Regions from separate parts of the Columba livia genome. Here region 2 is linked to region 1. A link is a contact called in public Hi-C data. All regions are on one chromosome and are shown on one strand. The core of a region is the stretch at or near the end of the contact, and the rest is flanking DNA. Distances in the headings are between cores, read along the strand shown.

The links. A called contact is a pair of places that touch in the nucleus more often than the background predicts.
Region 2: a contact with region 1 is called in a Hi-C map of liver, with 2.0 times the contacts expected there. The contact joins the promoter of TRMT11 here to the enhancer-like site in region 1. A contact is called at or near these places in 2 of 2 Hi-C or Micro-C datasets (crop and liver).

The regions. Positions count from the first base shown.
Region 1 is chr3:55,729,472-55,733,811 of bColLiv1.pat.W.v2, reverse strand. The region is part of intron 4 of NCOA7 (nuclear receptor coactivator 7); the gene reads right to left. Among named protein-coding and RNA genes, the nearest start is that of NCOA7, 44 kb to the right of the region's middle. Within about 2 kb of position 2,046, at least 1 of the 3 cell types and tissues checked has an H3K27ac peak away from gene starts, as active enhancers do.
Region 2 is chr3:55,798,257-55,802,596 of bColLiv1.pat.W.v2, reverse strand. It overlaps TRMT11 (tRNA methyltransferase 11 homolog), which reads right to left and starts at 2,382. Exons shown (of 13, transcript XR_010471353.1): 1 at 2,224-2,382.

The DNA of each region.
Region 1 (4,340 bases), core at 797-3,296:
CACCCAGCAGCTCCTTCCACAGCGCGACCGATGTGGCCACAAACTGCTTGTGAAAGAACGTTTTCCAGCTGCTGCAGCTCGCCTGGGAGAAATCTTAACAAGCTGCCTATAAATCTGCCAACTGATCACTATAGCAACAAGAGTATTTTCTTTTGAGAAGAATCCTTAAAGCACAGTTCAAGTGAGAAAGATGCTTCAGGAATTCTAACACGGGATTTTCTGCTAAATCACCATCTTTAGCTCTGACTTTGCTTAGTGAGAGCAAAGGCTGCCTTTATGGGCTGAGTCAGTGTCACTACAATAGTCCTCAGTTAAGAATCACTGACACGTAACACACAAAATGAAAAACTAATCTATCTAATGAACCTTCTCTCTAGTACATTAACTTCTTAGTTACAAGATACCTAAAGGAGGGAGTAGTAAATTACTCTTGTTAATGATAAAAACTGTTATGTGCAGAGGAAGAATAATGCACAGAAAATACAGACAATCAATGAGTCACCACAAACGGGAAAAGGTTACATGATCTCACAGCAGCAGCTTATGTAAGGGAAAACCTAATGCATTAATTTATTAATGTAATGTGGGAATTTCAGAGATTCTTCCTTCCACCTTTTATATTTATATTCTATCAATGTATTTTTTCAGGGTAGAACATAAATGCACAGAGGATTTTAGAATTATAGTAAGACATTTCAGGGTACACACATTTTTTTGTTTGTTTTTAAATAAAATATTAAAACAAGTTCCCAAGTTCAGAATATCTAGCTTGAGACCTCTGAGAAGGCTCAGTTTCTCAGACCACATAACCAACAATTTCTAGTGAAACATCTCAAAAGGTTGCCTTGCAAATGTGTATCTATCACACACATATGTATACATTTTTCTTAAATGCCCCCCAAAGTACAGCAGCAGGAGATCCACATTCTGCAGCCAACTCAGTGACGACGGCTCCTATTTCTGCGGTTCCCCATTCATTCAAACCCACTGATTTTAAGACAGGCAGTAGCAGTTCATGCTCTGCACAGCAAAAGAGATTTAGTGTGTGTGAAACTTCATGGATCAGGTCCTGACTACACATTAAAACAATCTACAGGGATTTCCAAAAGATAAAAGTGAATACATCTATATAACAAATGAAGTGGTTTGTTTAGACTAATGAAAATTTGAGTATGGAAAGGAAGCTTATTTTTGACTAATAAGCCACAGCCCTGATCAAAGGCTGCTGTAGCAACCACAAAACATTACAGTCACATTGCATACACAACGTCTATATTTAGCCCTTGCAGAAATCTTTGCAAAGCAGCTCTTTACACTGAAACGCAATGAAATTCTTACCTCACTGTTGTACTTGATTCCAGGCTTGTAAATCAGAGACGGCCCTGACGTTTTCTGTAGTGACTTAATAACCTTCCTGCACGTGTATGTATCACAGGGCACTCAAATCATCTGCTTCAGTAGACAAGAACTGGCAAGCACCCGCTGGCAGCCTCAGCTCTACTCACACTGCATCAGTGCCTTCCACCCAGTCTCAGATTCCTAGTCTGTTTGTTTTGATCACAAACTCTGTTAAATAAGCTTTCTGTGGCATATATGCAGTACCACAAAACAACAACAAAAAAATCTGCTAATGGAAACCGAACTATTTTGTGGAAAAAAAAAAAAAAACAAAACACACAGAAAAAAAAAAAAAAGAGAGAAAAAAACTTCTCTAGATGTTAACAGTCCTTGTGACTACACTAACAGTTTCTATCCACACTTTCCTTAAAACATACTCATTTGAACTCAAGTTTTCAAAGTTGCCTTAGGTAACTTTAAGAATAAAGAGCTAAAACAGAACTGTGATAGCGAAGAGGAAAGCAGAAGCAACCGTTTGAACTGACTGACCACAACATCACTGACTGATGCTTTTCCTTGTAATGTTTAATCTTGCCCGATTCCCACATCCCATCAAGAGCTCATCACACAAGCTAGAGCTTCCACAGCCCACAGCTGCTGCTCTGGATGGGCAGCACCACAGGCACTTTTCAGGTGAGAGCAATCCAAGAATCTGGGCATGCCATAATTTCCATCCCATCCTCATGGCAGACATCAGATTTTCAGGTAGTGCCGAGGCTACTCCTCCTGCCCACAGCTCCATTTCAAGGCAATGATCATCAACTGCAAAAGCGACAACTTTTACACCAGAAAAAAATACCAGATAAAGACCGAGTATGACTTTCATCACAAGGACCCGGAGTTACTGCAACTCTGCCTAGGACTATGATCTCTGCTTGGAAGATGTTGCTTTTAGACGTCTCTAATGCCTGGCCAAAATTACCCAAAACCCTCCATTTCACTCAACTATAATATCCCAAAGAACCAAAACAAGCCTTCAACAGCACTTAAAACCATGACAGCAGCCTCAAATTTACTATGCTTTTTGACATTACATGCACTCTCTTAGTAAAGCAAATACAAAATCCTGTATACAAACAAGGCAATTCATTATTAACATGTGCTGGTACAGTGCTGCAGAGAGCAAAGAGCAGATCCAGAGCATTTACTGTATCTGGAACAAAACTCCATCCCCTTGAGGGACCCTCTTCAGCCTCCGTTTGCCCTTCCCTCACACAGACCTGCGCATCCCAGCAAGGCAGACTGGGCACCCACACCAGCTGCCAGTCCCGGGCCCACTCCGATTTCAAACCCGTCGTCTCCTGACCCATCATCTCATGAAGAAGCTGGAGGCTGAAGGTCTCATTCGCTCTTCTCACAGCTCTCACATATTTCCCACCCTCTGCGGCAAGAGCTGCCGTGGAAGATGGATTTGAGAACACCATTTGTGAATTTATTTCCTTCTTCAACTTCTCTGGAAGATTTCTAGTGGTTTTGTTGTGTTTTAAAGGGGATTTCTCTGAACAAAACCAACATTCAGTCTTGTCCTAACTGTTATGAGAGCAAAAGGGAGCTGAAGGCCAAATAAATAAATAAATGAAACCACTCAGTTTGACAAGTGTCAGGTTTTGCAATTAAATCAGCCTTTCAGACAAAACAATATGCTTCTTCTCCAGAAAATGGATAAGGTGTTACTGCAGAAGATGTTAGTTTTTAAGTATCCGAGTCAATGGATATGTTGGGGTTCATTAGGAAAGTTGTTGGGGGAAGGAACTGGGAGAGAGAAAAGGGGAGGGCAGGATAAGCAAACAGCTTATCTGCAAAACCACTCCGGTTTCTGAGGAAAGAGTCTTATGCATCTGTAATTTCATTTAGACGGCAGATAGTGTTTTTCAAGCTAATTGGTTCTGACAGGAAAAACATTTATTCTGAATTTATATAGAGGCATCCTTTTACAGCTCCTCAAACTGTTTTCTGAACAACTTATAAGCCATTTTCTATGTCTGTCCAAATAGTTTCCAGTCTGTTACTGTGCACAACCTGTGCATGGGGGCTTTTCCACTGAATCCCATCAGAATCAGAGGAACTGGTTGTTAATGGGGACTGTGAGCTGGCTGCAGAGATCTTTCAGGCATCTACCCTGGAGAGGGAACAGGGAGCAGAAACTTTCTGCAACATGACAACCATTCTCATACCATTTAATAAAGACTAATGATCTGACACAGACGTAATTTCAGAGTAGGCAGGTAAAAATACAAGGTCAGCAGTACTCACTTAAATTAATTTTCAACAGACTGCTTAAAAGCTTGGGCACTGACTTACAGGAAAAGAGCTAGGAAAGACTTCAAGAAATAGACTACTTCATCTTCTATACCCAAGTCTATTGGGCTGCCTATAAAAGGGAAGTAAAACTGCATTTTTAGAATAAAACAGCCTGAGTTTCCAATTACACTAACAAGGTAGGTGGTTAGTGTAAAAAGAAAACTGAGCAGAAAATGGAGCGGGAACATTATCTGCACAACTTTCACTACAAGACAACAACCAACCAGTAAAGCTGTGCAACTCTAACACCGAGACAAAAAAGAAATGGAAATCTGACAACAGTTCTTTTCTAGAAATTCCACTTGGTTTTGGTTAACACTTATTCAACAGAAATGCTTAACAAACAACTGAATAGGACATAATTTAATACAAAATAATTAATCACAGATGAAGAGCACTAGGCCCATAGTGTAGGCATGATTTTTATGATGTATTAGATTAATAAAATCATACAGCACGGACAACCCTTACTTTACAAACAAAAGCATCTAACAAAGTGGTCCTCCAAAAAAATATTAAAAAAAAGAAGAGGGAAGGGAGAAGAAATCTTCATTTTATCTTGAAGCTGACACAGTTTTCCTTTTGGGAAATTTTCCACAATGTGCATCCTCTAAAATGTCCCTTGATACCTGGCATACAAT
Region 2 (4,340 bases), core at 1,133-3,632, 68 kb before region 1:
GGGATGAGAGGCTGGGAAGAACTTCAAAAAGTAAAGACGGTGAAGAACTGGAACAGATCTGCCTGAAGATACTGATAAGAAAACATATGACACGCATCAGTCTGTCCATGAGAGACACCCAGTGCTGGAAAACAGGATGTGTGATGTTACCCCTCAATATCTGACCTAACCAAAGAGAGACCCCTGTCTATGAAGATTCTTAAAACTAAGACATATGAAACACAGAACTTATTCTACAGACACTTAACAAGTGCGGACTTCCACAAACACCTTCGGCTGTTGTGATCCAGCACCACCACCAGAAGAAAAGGTGCCCTCCTGTATCTCATATGCAGCTGTGGCAGAGATGGAGATCAGGCAGCTGATTTGGCTGAAAAAATCTGTCCTTGCTTGTTTTGTTTTCAGACAAATCAGGTCCCTAACACAGCTCATCACAAAGCCAAACACACAGCTGAGCAGTCACTGGAGTAAAAGAGAAGGGAAATGGAACTGCTTCCTTCAGCAGCTGAATCAACCAGGTGCGACTACAGCCCCGGTGAAAAAAGAAAAACCTTGCGTGTTACATATAGATTGTCTTTTTTTTTTTTTTAACTTAATTTGATGACCTTGCCTAAAGAAAAATTGATTTGATCATAAATAAATTCATGTTCCAGTTCCCACAAAGTAGATAGTAAAAAATAATGCGCAGAAGAAAGCCTTAATGAAAACAAGAAAAACAAACGATGCAATACACAATAAACATTTTAAAATGTGTAATGATGACCTACCGATTCTAAAAAAATAACTCTGCATTTCAGCACTATTTTAAACAAGACAATATTATCCTGGATCTCATATTCCTAGTTCTTCAGATGGTGCCTAGAAGAGCAGTGAAGGTATCAACATTTGTTACAGTGTTTAATAACGCTGTAAGTCATCAAAAGTTAAATTTACAAACAAGAGGGTTTTCTTATAAACATGGAAATTGAGTGTGTGCTAAATCAGATGTTTACCAAGGACCCATGAAAAACACCAGGGCCTCAAAATACCAGGGAGCTTCAGATAATCACAGAATCACAGAATGTCTGGGACTGGAAGGGACCTCAAAAGACCATCTGGTCCAATTCCCCTGCCGGAGCAGGAACACCTAGATGAGGTTACACAGGAAGGTGTCCAGGCGGGTTCTGAATGTCTCCAGAGAAGGAGACTCCACAATGCCCCTGGGCAGCCTGTTCCAGTGCTCTGTCACCCTCAAGTTACAATTATTTTTTTTTATTTATTTCTGTGAATAGCGATTGGTATGATTTAGTGTCAGGGAACAAACAGTGCACCCAAATTTTGCAACCAACTGGCATAAACTTGTCCATGACAAGCAGATGGCACTTGCAGAGGCAGGACTCGCTGGCTCCCACGCCTGACCTGCTGCGATGCCCCTGCAGAAGCGGGTCTGCTCTCCCTGATCCCGCATCGGCCAGCACAGCGTGAACCCTTCTGGCTGAGCGAACACTCAGCATTACAAGCCAAAACTGAGCAGTCCTTCGTGCCACCAGTGCGACACAGAGGAGGAAGCCTGATGGCAGACACCAGCCTTGGAGATCTCCATTTGATCCCAGCATGTGTGCAGGCCCTGGAACTTCAGAGAAGCCGTGTCTGCTGCTCCTCAAGTCATCTTCCTGAAAATGAAGATATGCACACCCTCCTGCCTTGCACAACTCCATGAACACCTGGGGCAGAGGGTCTCACGTGTCACCAGCACAGCACCAACCACATATGTACCCACATCACACGGCTGGGAGCAGCTACACAGCTTAAACTAAAAAGTCACCAAAACAAGAACTTAGAGAGATTTTCATAAACCCTGCTTTTTTTTCCTCCGAGTTCCCATTTCTTACTTGGAGCCCCAGGTACTTTGCTGGCAACCTCTCCTGGCCCCAAAGGCTCTTGAGAGCAGCAAGGAAGCTGTTTCCTCAGAGCCACCTCCCCACGGCGCCCGGGGCAGAGCGGAAGCCCACGCCCGCTGCGAGGGGAAGCGCAGAGCGGCGAGGGAAGGGGCTCCGGGCGCCCCCACCCCGCCAGCCGCCGGCTCTCCCCGCGCCGCCCGGGGCGGGCAGCAACGAGGCCCCGCCGCCTCCCGGGCACCCCCCGGGCTGCTCCCGAGGGCAGCGCCTCGCCCACCCTCCGCCTCAGCGGGCCGACCCCCCGGCCCCGGCCCCAACCCCAGTCCTGGCCCCGTGAGGCGCTCACCGGCAGGCGGAACTCGAGGTGCTCCTGCGCCAGGAGCAGCAGGTACCGCCGGAGCGTAGCGGCCGCCAGCGCCATGTCCGGCCATTCCCCCGCCTCCCGCGCCGCATGCGCCGCCGGGCGGGCCCAGCAGCCGCGGGAGGAGCCCGCCCGCCTCGGCGGGAGGCGCCGCCACCGGTAAGGGGCGTGTGTCGGGGACCCCCGCGCCGCCCCGCAGTGCTGGGTGCGAGCGGGGCTGCGGGGCTCTTGGGCAGCGGCCGCCTGCGCGGCGACAGCGTGCTGCGGGCACTCGTAGTTAATTAGCGCTGAGCTCATCCTCTCATCCCTTTTTTAATTTATGTTTTGTGTATGCTTTGTAATGCACGCCGCGTGCATTACCCAGCAGTACCCGTATATAATTTTTAAGCAAGTAAATATTTGCGTACTGGGGACACGGGTTCAATAGCGTTCCACTGGTGCGCGATGGAGAAGGCTCGGAGGGCGGGTCGGGCGGCTGGTTGGGGCTGAGCCCTTCGGGCAATGCAGCTGTGGCCTCTCCTCCCGACAATAACCTGACCCCGCAGGCATCGGTGGAGCAGGTCGTTAAAGAGCATTAACAATTAACAGACGCCAAAGGAGTCGCGTTCGTTTTCCGCGGGAAGGAGGTCAGCGCCGGCGATCTGGGTGGAGGAGCAGCTAGAGAAACAGATTCCCCGGAAAAGGGCAGAGATATGATTGTCTGATGGCGAGGTGGAGGGGTGAAGGTTTTGGATTGCATCTTATATTTTTATTTTAACACTTAGACTTGACAACTGGAACCCCGCACTCACTGATCTCCCTGTTATGTTGAGCTGAAAGTTTCAGCTTATCCAGATTTCAGTAAGCTTTTTATTAGATGCAGGCCAGCTTAGCACTGAACTCATGTTCAGTATTTTCTGTGCTAATTTTTGGGCATCTTTTTTCTGGATAGCAAAGATTTTGCCTATGACCTGTGAGTACTCCGTGGGCCAAGTTCTTTATGCCTGTCCATAATCTCATCCCACAGCTTCCCCAGTTACCTCCTCCTGTGATAATCAAAAGTGAGCTTTGCTATGAAGCTCTAGCCCCGATGATTGGCAAGAAAACAATCTATATATGAACTGGCATCTAAATGTGAACTTTCCTAGAAGAGAAAGAAAAGACGTAGAAGTGGATTAGGCTTGTCCATCTCAGCGGTCGAGCCCTGAGATCTGGCAATAACCACATCGCTGAACTGCTGACAAACCCTATGAGTCTGACAGTGTATACAAAATCTTGGGATTGCTGAGATTTAGTGGAAGAAGTCTGCTTTTATTTTTCCAATCTGTCTCACTTTAAATTGCTTAGCTGTACAGCTTCCATTTTAGAAACTCCTCAGGAGGGGTTATTGGTATTGTTTAAGCTTAATCTCTTGGAGCCTGGCATTCTCTTTATCTGCACTACTCGATCTGCAAAGCACTGCCGTCTGTTCTCAGAAGCTGAATACCTCAGTTTTCTAGTGATACTGCTTTCTACAGAAGAATTTAATTAAAGCCCTGTTTTTTTCCTGCTTTTGACTTGAGAATCCATGCAAAATCACTGGCAGTCTCTGTATGCTGCTCAGCATCGTTTGAAAACGTATGTACATTACTAAATAAGAGCTACAGTGTATTTGATCCTGATATAAAAACAAAGTGCTTTCAGATGCTGTGTTTGTAAACTTAGCATACATTCCTGTAACTGTCACTGAAAATAATCAAGCAGTTTGGTTGGCGTGGATTTGAGGAGTCATCTTACATCAACAACATTACATAACTATTTTAGGGAAGGCAAGGAAAAACAATTAGCCTTTTTAGCCTTCAGTGGAGTTTTAAGTATACAAAAGGTAATTACTCAATTTGAAATGTATCCAGGAAGCTAGAATTAACCACCTTTCTCTCACAAAAAAAAAAAAAAAATTAACAATAGGATCATATGACAATCATGAGTTTCAATTTAAAAGTGAAAGACTGTGAATGAGAAGCCATTCTTTAATCTGTGCTGCTGTTTCTCAGTTCTCTTCCTCAGCTGTTGTGTTGCCATCTCCTGCTCACCCCATGCACTTTTCTAGACCCAAAGGCAACACAAGCTTTTTTGACCTCTTC